2 separate regions of the Hordeum vulgare genome follow, and region 2 is linked to region 1. Evidence: chromatin contacts called from public Hi-C data. All regions are on one chromosome and are shown on one strand. Each heading gives the region's core, a stretch centred on a gene start, on an enhancer-like site or on the middle of the called end of the contact. The rest is flanking DNA. Distances are from core to core; before and after follow the strand shown.

Region 1 (5,280 bases), core at 330-2,829:
ACCCCTGGATGGTAGGATGTATTTTTTCTATATATATATATATCGAATGAAATGCATGAATTGATTTCATATGCCACTAGCGCAAAATGATGTTATCAAGACCCGCCTATCACACATGATAGAAAATAAATGGTGTGTGATGTAACATTGCACATAGTTCAGAAATAAAGTGTTTGTGATGTTGTAATATCACACATGGTTTTAAAAATGTAATTCTGTATGATGTCGTGCACACATGTTTTACAAAAGATGTGTATATATGATGTAGCCTATCATTACACATGTTTTTAAAGATGCAAATGTGTGCAATGTTGTGCACATAATTTTGGCAAACGACGTGTAGTTGTGATGTTGCCTATCCTTGCACATGATTTCAAATATGCAAAACGTATGTTATACTTGTGCACACGGTTTTTGTAAAAGAAATAGTCACAAACAAACACAACTCCACAAGACGCTAGCCAACCAAGACAAAACTAAGATGACTGTACGGCAAACCCTATTTAGGGTTTTGATAGTGTTGGTTTTAGTTTTTTTGCAACCCGACGTTTACAACGCATTAGACGGGCTTGGCCCGTTTTGATAGTGTGTTTTTTTCCTGATTTTCAATGCGTAAATTTTTTGTAAGAGCTGGGAATCGAACCGGGATCTTCTGATTCACTCTGCACTCGGATAACCACCCGATCAAGAGAACTTAATGTAAAAATTTACATCATGCCATTTTGTTACCTTACACTGCCGTTTTTTGTTTTTTCTGTTTTTCATTTTTCTTCTGTTTTTCGTTTTTTCTGTTTTTGCTTTATCTTACCATCAATTGGATGAACTTTTTTCTAATTCAATTGAATTTTTACTATTGATGAACGTTTTTCAAATTTGATATTTTTTAAAAAAATTTGATGAACTTTATCCAAATACGATGATCTATTTTCAAGATCAATGGATTTTTCCTTCAAATTTGTGAACTTCTTCAAAATTGATGAACTATTTTTGAAGCTCGATGAATTTTTTTGTCAAAGTCGATGCACTTTTTGCCAAAATCGATGATTTTTTTTCAAAAGCGATGAACTTTTTTTTGTCAAATTCAATGAACTTTTTGCCAAAATCGATGAACTTTTTTCGAAACCAGTGAACTTTTTGAAATGATGAACATTTTAAATATTTTCAGAAAGCTTTTCCAAAATTGGTGAACTTTTTTAAGTTTTGTGAACTTCTCTTCAAAAGCGGTGAACTATTGCCCAAAATCAAGGAACATTTTTAAATTCATGATTTCTTAAAAAGAAAAAAAAATAAGTGGTAAATAAATATCCCAGCTATACTTGTTCTTAGAATTTAGCCCTTCTAAAATCACAAGTGTGCAATGGCTGTTTCGATTAGCTAAGCTCGAACAAGGACGTGGCGATGTGAGTTTGGTTCTTGGGGGAACCATTTTTTTGTTGTTGCGTTTTTCTTGCAAATTTTGTTCGCTGCACACAACCTTCGTGAGCCAGCCCAACAATGCATTGCAACGGGCGCCAGCTACATGTTCAGCTGCTTAAGGCGCCGAACAGGAGCTCCCTGGCTGAACGCCATTGCAATAGCTTTGCTCACTGGGCCATCCTTTATTATTGGGCCAAATCTTTAGAGAAAAATCTAGATAAGAATACGGGCCATGGCTCACTTTGTCTTCAAGATTGAAGCGAGAAAATATAAGTGAAGAATGGTGAATAAATATTCTCTTTGGTTAGCCGTGATATACCGAGCCATGTTAGTGTGATTGTGCAAAAATATGATTTAATTTGATAACCCTTATTCGGCAAGCACATACAAAAGAAAAATATATATGATAAGTCAGTAAAAGGTGAGGCGGATGATACGATTTTCACAAAAACCATTAGAAGAATAAGAGGTGACAAAGAAAAAAAAATAGAGAGAGAAAAGAAAGGAAGAGGAGAAAGTACATAAGATTGATGGTAGAAAATAAAACCAGAGGAGCTCTACACGTTTTTTACTTTGAGATAATATCACGTCTGGTGCTTGAACTAAACACGGATGTTCAGTTTAGTCTGTGAACTTGAAAAATACGTCAAATGGTTCTAAAACTTGATATGGATGTGCAAATACGGTGCTAATTTCATTTTGTAAATGTAAAGTATGCTGATTTGGCACCGTGTTTGGATGATGTGGCATGGGGTCCACTTCTAGCAATGAAACGGGATTTCAATTAAAAATTGTGTCTCTATGACTACTCGGTCCTGCCATTCAGTAGAGAAATTAAATTCAAATGAAAAATAATGCCCGACATGTATCTAATGTGCGACCTGCAGCATTAGAGTTACATGTGCACTAACGAGTATTTGAAAAATATTAAACAAGTATTTGAAAATGTTGAATATGTATTAGAAATATTGACCATGGTTTTGAAAAATGTTGAATAAGTACTAAAAGATGTTGAACGGTTATTCAAAAAATGTGAACAAGGATTTGAAAATATTGAATAAGTACTAAAAATGTTAAACTAGTATTTTAAAAATGTTAAATAAGTAATAAAAATGTTGAGAAAATATTCGAAAAATGTTGAACAAGTATTTGAAAATATCGAATTAGTATTAAAATGTCAAACAAGTATTTAAAAAATATTGGTTAATCGTTTGGACAATGTGGGACGTGTATATACAAATAATGTTGATCACTTATTAAAGAAAATGTTATTAAAATATATGAAAATATAGATAGAATACAAAAACGAACATAAAAAATGGACATGAAAAAGGAAAATATAAAAATTTAAGAAAAATACAAAAAACAAATAAATTAAAAACATGAGTAGAAAATGAAAAGAAAAATAAAAGGTATAAAAAAGAAAAGAAAAACATCAAAAAAGAAAAACAGAAAACCACTGTTCGAGTTCTTCCGAGGACCTTAACTACGACCGGCCCTGCTAGCACCTTTGAACTCTTCCGAGGAAACCACTGTTTGAGTTCCTCTGTAGTTATCCTTTATATGGGTTCACCGTGGAACTAAGGCGAGAAATAGTCGACGCACAATCCGGTGCGGCTATATGTGTCGCCTGTGGTATCTCATAATTGGACCAGGCCAGGACCTGGTGGGAGCATTGACTCCAAAGCACACGCATTTTTTTGTTTTATTACTTTCGTTTGTATTTCTAACATGAAAAATATATTCACAAATGTTCGCCACAGGTTCCAAAAATGATAATGAAGTGTTAACTAAAGTTTTTTGCAGCTTTTCAAAAATAAGAATGTTCCTGTGCTTCAAAAAAATGTAAGCCAAAATTTTAAGAAATGTTCTTACATTGTTCAGACAAATGTTTAGGTAATGCATTGACTCCAAAGCACATGTATTTTTTTTGTTTTACTACTTTTGTTTGTATTTCTAATATGAAAAATATATTCACAAATGTTCACCACAGGTTCCAGAAATGATAATTAAGTGTTAAAAAAAAGTTTGTGCAGCTTTTCAAAAAAAAAAGAATGTCCTGTGTTTCACAAAAATGTAAGCCGAAATTTTAAGAAATGTGCTTACATTTTTCAGACAAATTTATACGCAATGCAAAAAACATGTTCCGTATCACTAAAAAAATGCATGCATTTAAATGTACTTTCACGGCATTTTTAAATAATTTTATATAATGTAAGAGAAATGATTGTGTGTTATGAAAAATGTTGCTTACCATTCCCAAAAAGAACATAACATTAGAGAGAGATACTTGCATTTCGGAAAAATGTTCACGACATTTTTAGAAATGATTATACAATTTTCAAAATATTTCCATGGTTTAACAAAAATGATTCGTGCCAACTAAAAAAATCTTGAGCATGTAACTGAAAAGTTGTTTAACACATATAAAAAAAATGGTGGAAACAAGTATTTTAAAAAATTGTACATCATTGTATATGGAAAATGTTGAAAATTTAATGTATAATATGTTTTGAGAAAAGAAATTGCGTGTTGAAAACACAAAAGAAAAACAAAGAAAACCATGAAAGAAACACCAAAAAATATATAAAACAAAAAGGCCGAAGAAACCATAAAGAAACGCAGAAGAAATTGAATGCCAAAGAAAAAAAGAAACTCCATCAAGAAACGTGGAAAACCGGTGAAAACGAAGAGAACGAAGAAACGAACCCAAAGGAACGAACAGAAAATCAAAAAGTGTACATTCATTACTGGAACGGTCCACTGACTGCAACTGTAGGCAAGTCAGGGATACATCTCTCAGTAGGCGATATAAAGCGAAGTCACTGCTTAAAGGGTAACCTTGCAAAGGTCACATATCCTTCTGATGGTGACAAGTGTTGCAATATATGTGCGGCACGTATCACAACCCAAAATATTTTTAAATTTGTTTTTTATTATTTTATCTTTTGAATCTTGCTTCTGGATTGCAAACTTTTTCACCGTTACATTTCTCATATGGAGATCTTTGAAACTAAATCTCATGTTAATAGGTTGAACAAAAATTTAAAATATAAAGGAATGAAAAAAGGAAAAAATGAAAAGGATAATGATGGGAATAAAAGGTAAACGATAAACCTAAAAACCAGGAAAAGACCAAAAATACAATTATGCTTCGCACCAAAACACGTATTGTAACCCTTTTCACTTTTCAAAAAACGCAACTATACTTCATCGTGAGGTACAAATGTGTTTTTCACTTACATCAAGCGTAGCAGCTTTCACGTGAAAGAACAGTTGTGCTTCACTGTAAAGCACAACTATATATTTTAATTTTGAAAACAAGAACTACACTTTTCACACTGTGTTTTAGGTGAAGAAAACAATAATAAAATGCTTTACTTTGAAGAAAATAAGGAAAAATGGTCCAAAAACTAGAATTAAGACAAAAAATGAAAAAAATATGTTCCTCTAGGTATGCCCAAGGCGCGACTTGTGACGGTTGCTCGGCACACCACGCCACGAGCCCCACACATTCTAGTTACGGCATTTCCAACGCTGACCTTTAAACCGCATGCATATGTTCAAACCACAGATGTATTGTGCCATCTAATGGGGTCATGTATCGATCCGTTCGACGGTCCGAACACACTTTCTCCCGCAAAGTGAAGACAAAGTGAATGGGGGTGCGAAAGTCGAGGCAGCAGGCATGTAGGACTGTGACACCCGAGGCCCACTAAATCCCCCCCTCCGGGACCCATTTTCTTCCACTCCGCCTCTTCTCCCCCTAGATATGCATCCGCACCTCCACCTCCGCTGCCACTGTTGTACTTCTCTGGTTGCCGCAGAAGCATTGTCGATCATCCACAATTAACATTGATGTGC
Region 2 (4,684 bases), core at 1,177-3,676, 120 kb after region 1:
ACTTGGTCGGAAAAAAAATATCCGATCTCATTTATTAATGATGTTGAGCATTTTAGGACCAATTACCTAATTGGCGACAATTACACTAGATACGTGTCACTAATGCATGAGTTGAACCATGTTAACATCACTTCAGATATCATTGTAAAATATTTTTTACTATTATGTCACTAGCCCATCTTTTGCATATATTCTTCTTAAGCAAAACTAGATTCCAAACTATGTTATTATTATGTTCTTCAACAAAAACTCCCATCCGAGATTGTGCCTAACATGATGCTTATGAAAGGTTGTTTGGATATTGTTAGCTTACGATCAATTTTGCCGGTAAGTTTCCCAAGTTCATACTCGATGTATCGAAGGGATGGAACCCTGAAAATTGAAGGATGGAGCAAAGAAATAAAAGCATACATGCAACCACTTGGCAAAGACAATAAGGATTTACGCAGGCCACGGGTTGGAGATAGGTTGATTTGTATTCTTCATAGGGGATATGGAGAAGTTTATCTTTTTATACTATTTTACCAAGAAAAGAGTAGTAGGTTCTAGCTAGTACCCATCATGTTGTAGAATGATGATGAGTTATTTAATTATTATGATAGCAATTAGTTAGTGTTGGTTAACTTGTGATATGCTAGATGATGAGTTCGTATATGACTATGAGGATGAGTTATGATGAGTTATGATAATATGATGAGTTGTTATATCACTAAGTGGAAAAAGATGGATTAGATTATAATTGATGGATCCAATTAACCAAGTTGAATTAGTAGGACGATATGATGTTGAGACGTCATACAAGTGTGCCTATCATTCAACATTTTTGTGTCATCCGAACATCATATCGTCCTACCAATCCAACTTGGTCAATTGGAACTATCCAATTCAATCTAATTAGTGTTTCATTCGCTACCTCTTCGTTGCCGCCATATAAAAAATTGTATAACGGTGTATAAATTAAAAAATTACAAATACATAGTAGTGACGCTGGACAGAAACAATCGTTGTTGTTACTTAGCAGTGGCGCGTGTAAAACAAACGCTCTGTTGACCCATTACATTTACGAGCAACTAGAAATTAGCTTATGGTTTTGCTTCGTTCTCGGTGGTTAAACACAAGAATGGCTGTTGGCCGACTTCGAGCTCCGACGAGAGGCTGCAAAATTTCATGTTTTGACCCTTTTGTAATAGTTGATCGAGATCTGATCTTGATTTGTAAAAAAATTAGGATCTGATCATTTTTCTACCGTCGGGGTCTATAGCGGTAGGGTATAGCAACCTACTGCCACGGTTCCTGACGGTAAGAAACTTATCCACATCAGCGCGACGGAACCTTGTCAAATAGGCTTTCTATAACCTGTACAACTCTACCGTTAAGGTGCCCGATAGTAGATGCGAACACACATTGTATCTGATACTTAAAAAAAATACAATAGGGCATGCACCCCTACCGCCAGGATCTTTGGTGGTAGGCTGTTATAGCCTACCGTCATGGACCCGGATTATAAAAAAAAATCAGATCCCTAAATTTTTGTAAGAGCATGGTTAATAACAAAGCCTGCTGCTGGCTATATGTCAATGCCATGTTACATACAGCCCTTATAAAAGTCTACTAGTACAATAGCTTGGCTGTAAACTAGCTAGTACTATTTAATGTTTGCATGTAAAGGAAGGCAAGAATACACTCTTGATTGGTTACAGGAAAATGAACGACTGCTCACACCGGTGCATGTTGCTGTTTTTCTTGTTTCTTGCGTTGTAGTCGGCGACAACCGGAGCCCCCGCTCCCTTCTTTTTCCTTCACTCTCTCTCCTCCAGCAGTGATTTTCGATGACGTGGTACTACTTATAGCCTATTATACTTGCTCTAAACTATGGTTAAATCTCTATCAACTTTGCGCCTCATCTGCACCCCCGCGCACTGTACACTATGTGCCCCCTTCTCTCTTTTCAGTTTCCTGTGGAATCGCGGGGGTAGAAACAGTGCTTTTGCTCGCTACGAAAACCCAGTAAAACTCCTTAAATCCAAACGTGAGCGCTGTAGAAACAAGAGCGCTTCCTTGGACGGTAACGCGGCAGAAACAGTAAAAAGCCGAACAAGACGGGCACGGTAAAAAAAAAAGAAGTTGCACAGTTCCGGTATGCGCTTCCAGTCCTTTCTGGAAGCGCCTTTGCCCCGTTTCATCTCCTGCCAGGCGCGGGGCCCACCCCACGCACCCACATGCCCCAGAGCCAGAGCCAGGGCGAGTCCGTCAAGCCCGCGCGTGACCTCTCCATCCGGCGGCTCGGGTCGCGCCCAATCCAAGCGTCGCAGCATCCCAGCCGTCCACACGCACAGCACCCACGCGGAAGCGGAACCAGCGTCTCCACGGGGGCCCACCCGTCAGCGGTCATCGTCACTGACACCCCCCCCCCCCCCCCCCCACGACGCACACTGTCGCACGCGCCTCCTCCTCCGGTCATCCCACTCTACCCTCTGGCCTCCGTCGCTCGCCGGTTCTGCTTGCATGCACCGGCAGCGGCGGCCTCCTCCAGGATCAAGAGCCCCAACCAACTTTTTTTTTTTAAGAACCCCGGCCAGACTCCCCCTCACCGGTTCTTCTTGCCGCTGCCGCCGCTCGCCTGAGGACGGAGGACGGAGGGAGGGGCGGCTCCTGCTGCTGCTGCTTCATCCTTGCCCGCGAAGCTGCCGCCGCTCGCCTGAGGCAGGGGAGGCCATGGATCCGGGCGCCGGCGACGAGGACCCGGGCTTGTGGGACCTGTTCCGGCACTACGACGAGCTCTACTTCCGCTGCGCGCTCGCCGACGCCGCCTTCTCCGTCGAGTGGGTCTCCCCGCGCACCAAGGCGATCACGTACGTACGCCCCTTCCACTCCCGTCCCTTTGATTTTTTTTTTCTTTTTTTCTTTTTTCGTGGGCTGGGGGTTGGGGTGGGCGCCAGGATTTTGCTGGAGCCCCCGTCAGGAGATGGCTTGCTCGCTGGATTTATTTTAGCGTCTCTCAGGAATGATCCCTGCATAGGATCGTGCTGCCGTAGATTCTTCCGAATCGCCTCAAAAGAAGTTTGGTAATTATTTAGCATTTGACGGTTCGATCGACATGGCAGATTTTGATTTTCGTTCCGGTCCAAGTCGAATCTTTTGTCCGATGGTGCAATGACTTCGAATCCTGATGTTTTTTCTTCTTTTCAAATACAGCATTTTCCCCCATTGACTGCTTGCTGAGCATTTTCTTACTGTATGTTGATTGATCCTGGCCTATAAAACACGTGTTAGTTGCTATTTTCTCAATTATTAAATTGTACTCCCTCTGCAAAGAAATAAATATAAAAGCGTTTAGATCACTAATTTAATTGCTAAATTAGTGGTCTAGACGCTTTTATATTTCTTTACGTTGGGAGTACTTAGTTTACATGAAAATAAAATAAAATAGTAAGCACTGATTCGGTTGCACATAAGCAGGTGTTTCGGATCCTGTTCCTTTGGAGACCTGCACAGAATAACACTCTACAAGCCAGCGCTGCAGTATCGCACGAATGCTGATACGAAGAACGCCCTGCTGCATCTGATGATTCACGCAATCATATTTCTAAAGCATGGTCTGACGAGCCTCGGGTAAAATACTTGTATCCATTTAAGTAAGATTGTGTGCTCCAAATTTTAGCCTTCTCATAGCCTGCCTGCCTGCTGCTTATTTTCTCTGCATTAATGCAGCCATGGCCCTGTTTTTCGTGATTGGATGGATGCTATCAACACTTGCCCCTGCGAGGATCACGCGGTTAGTATTCTCTGGCAGATATGTTCGTAACCATTACAGACCACTGATGATCCTGGCTTTTGCTTGCGCCACCCTAACCTGCAGAGACCGACAGGTGGCTACTGTATCACAACTACTCATGATTTCAGTCAGGAGAAATCCTGCAACATACAGGGTTTTTTGTGGAAGGTACTACCTACTTTCCACAGTTCTCTTTTTAGTGTTTTCTTTTTTGTTGTTAAATCTCAGTCTGGTTTACCTCCTACTGGCATGTTCAATGTTTGAAATTTCAGTGTGAATCGTGTGGCCATACACTTGTGAGGGCCAAGAAGCTGAAACATCCATCTGATTCCTGCTGTATCGAGAATGTTAGCCAACATCCAACCTGTGGCAACATGCTTTGCCACTGGCACAAGTAAGACTGCACAAATTTACCCTGACAAATAACTCACATTCTTGATTGTACGTCACACTCTTAATTGTTTTCCTCGCACAAACTCGACAAGATATACCACTGAAGGCTTGAACTCTGGGTGGTTCGTTACTTTTTGAAATTTGCCTCTGAATCTGTTAGATGCAGAATGACGTCTCAAACTCGTAACTAGATGCATGTGCCATTTGTTTGTTATTTTTAATACTCTCAGAGACTTCTGTTTCTAGATAATATCTACTTTCGACTAATGTTTGCATGGTGAACTTCGAAGGTGTATGTGTTTGGATAAACTTCAAAGCTGTATTGACTGATGCTATTTTCTACAGCCACAAGATGGATTGTGGTGGTACATATGTGCTGACCAAACCACCAGTGACACCACAAAAGATGGCTCTAAAAGGTACATGTCACTATGTCAGAACCAAGTAGTAGTATCTAATACGCCGTTGGTTATGGGCTCTAAACTAACCATAACGAGTATAGAGGTCAAATTTGGC

Evidence for each region. Hi-C and Micro-C count contacts between places; a contact is called where the count stands out from the background.
Region 2: a contact with region 1 is called in a Hi-C map of seedling, with 2.6 times the contacts expected there. The contact joins the promoter of LOC123401759 here to the enhancer-like site in region 1. A contact is called at or near these places in 2 of 6 Hi-C or Micro-C datasets (leaf and seedling).

Annotation. Positions count from the first base shown.
Region 1 is chr6H:517,111,587-517,116,866 of MorexV3_pseudomolecules_assembly, forward strand. No RefSeq gene overlaps it. Among protein-coding and RNA genes, the nearest start is that of LOC123404133, 24 kb to the right of the region's middle. Within about 2 kb of position 1,580, at least 3 of the 3 cell types and tissues checked have open chromatin away from gene starts, as enhancers often do. A contact at or near this core is called in leaf and seedling, where this site is marked.
Region 2 is chr6H:517,233,888-517,238,571 of MorexV3_pseudomolecules_assembly, forward strand. It overlaps LOC123401759, which reads left to right and starts at 2,427. Exons shown (of 8, transcript XR_006611180.1): 1 at 2,427-2,852; 2 at 3,460-3,612; 3 at 3,712-3,775; 4 at 3,860-3,943; 5 at 4,048-4,169; 6 at 4,514-4,587.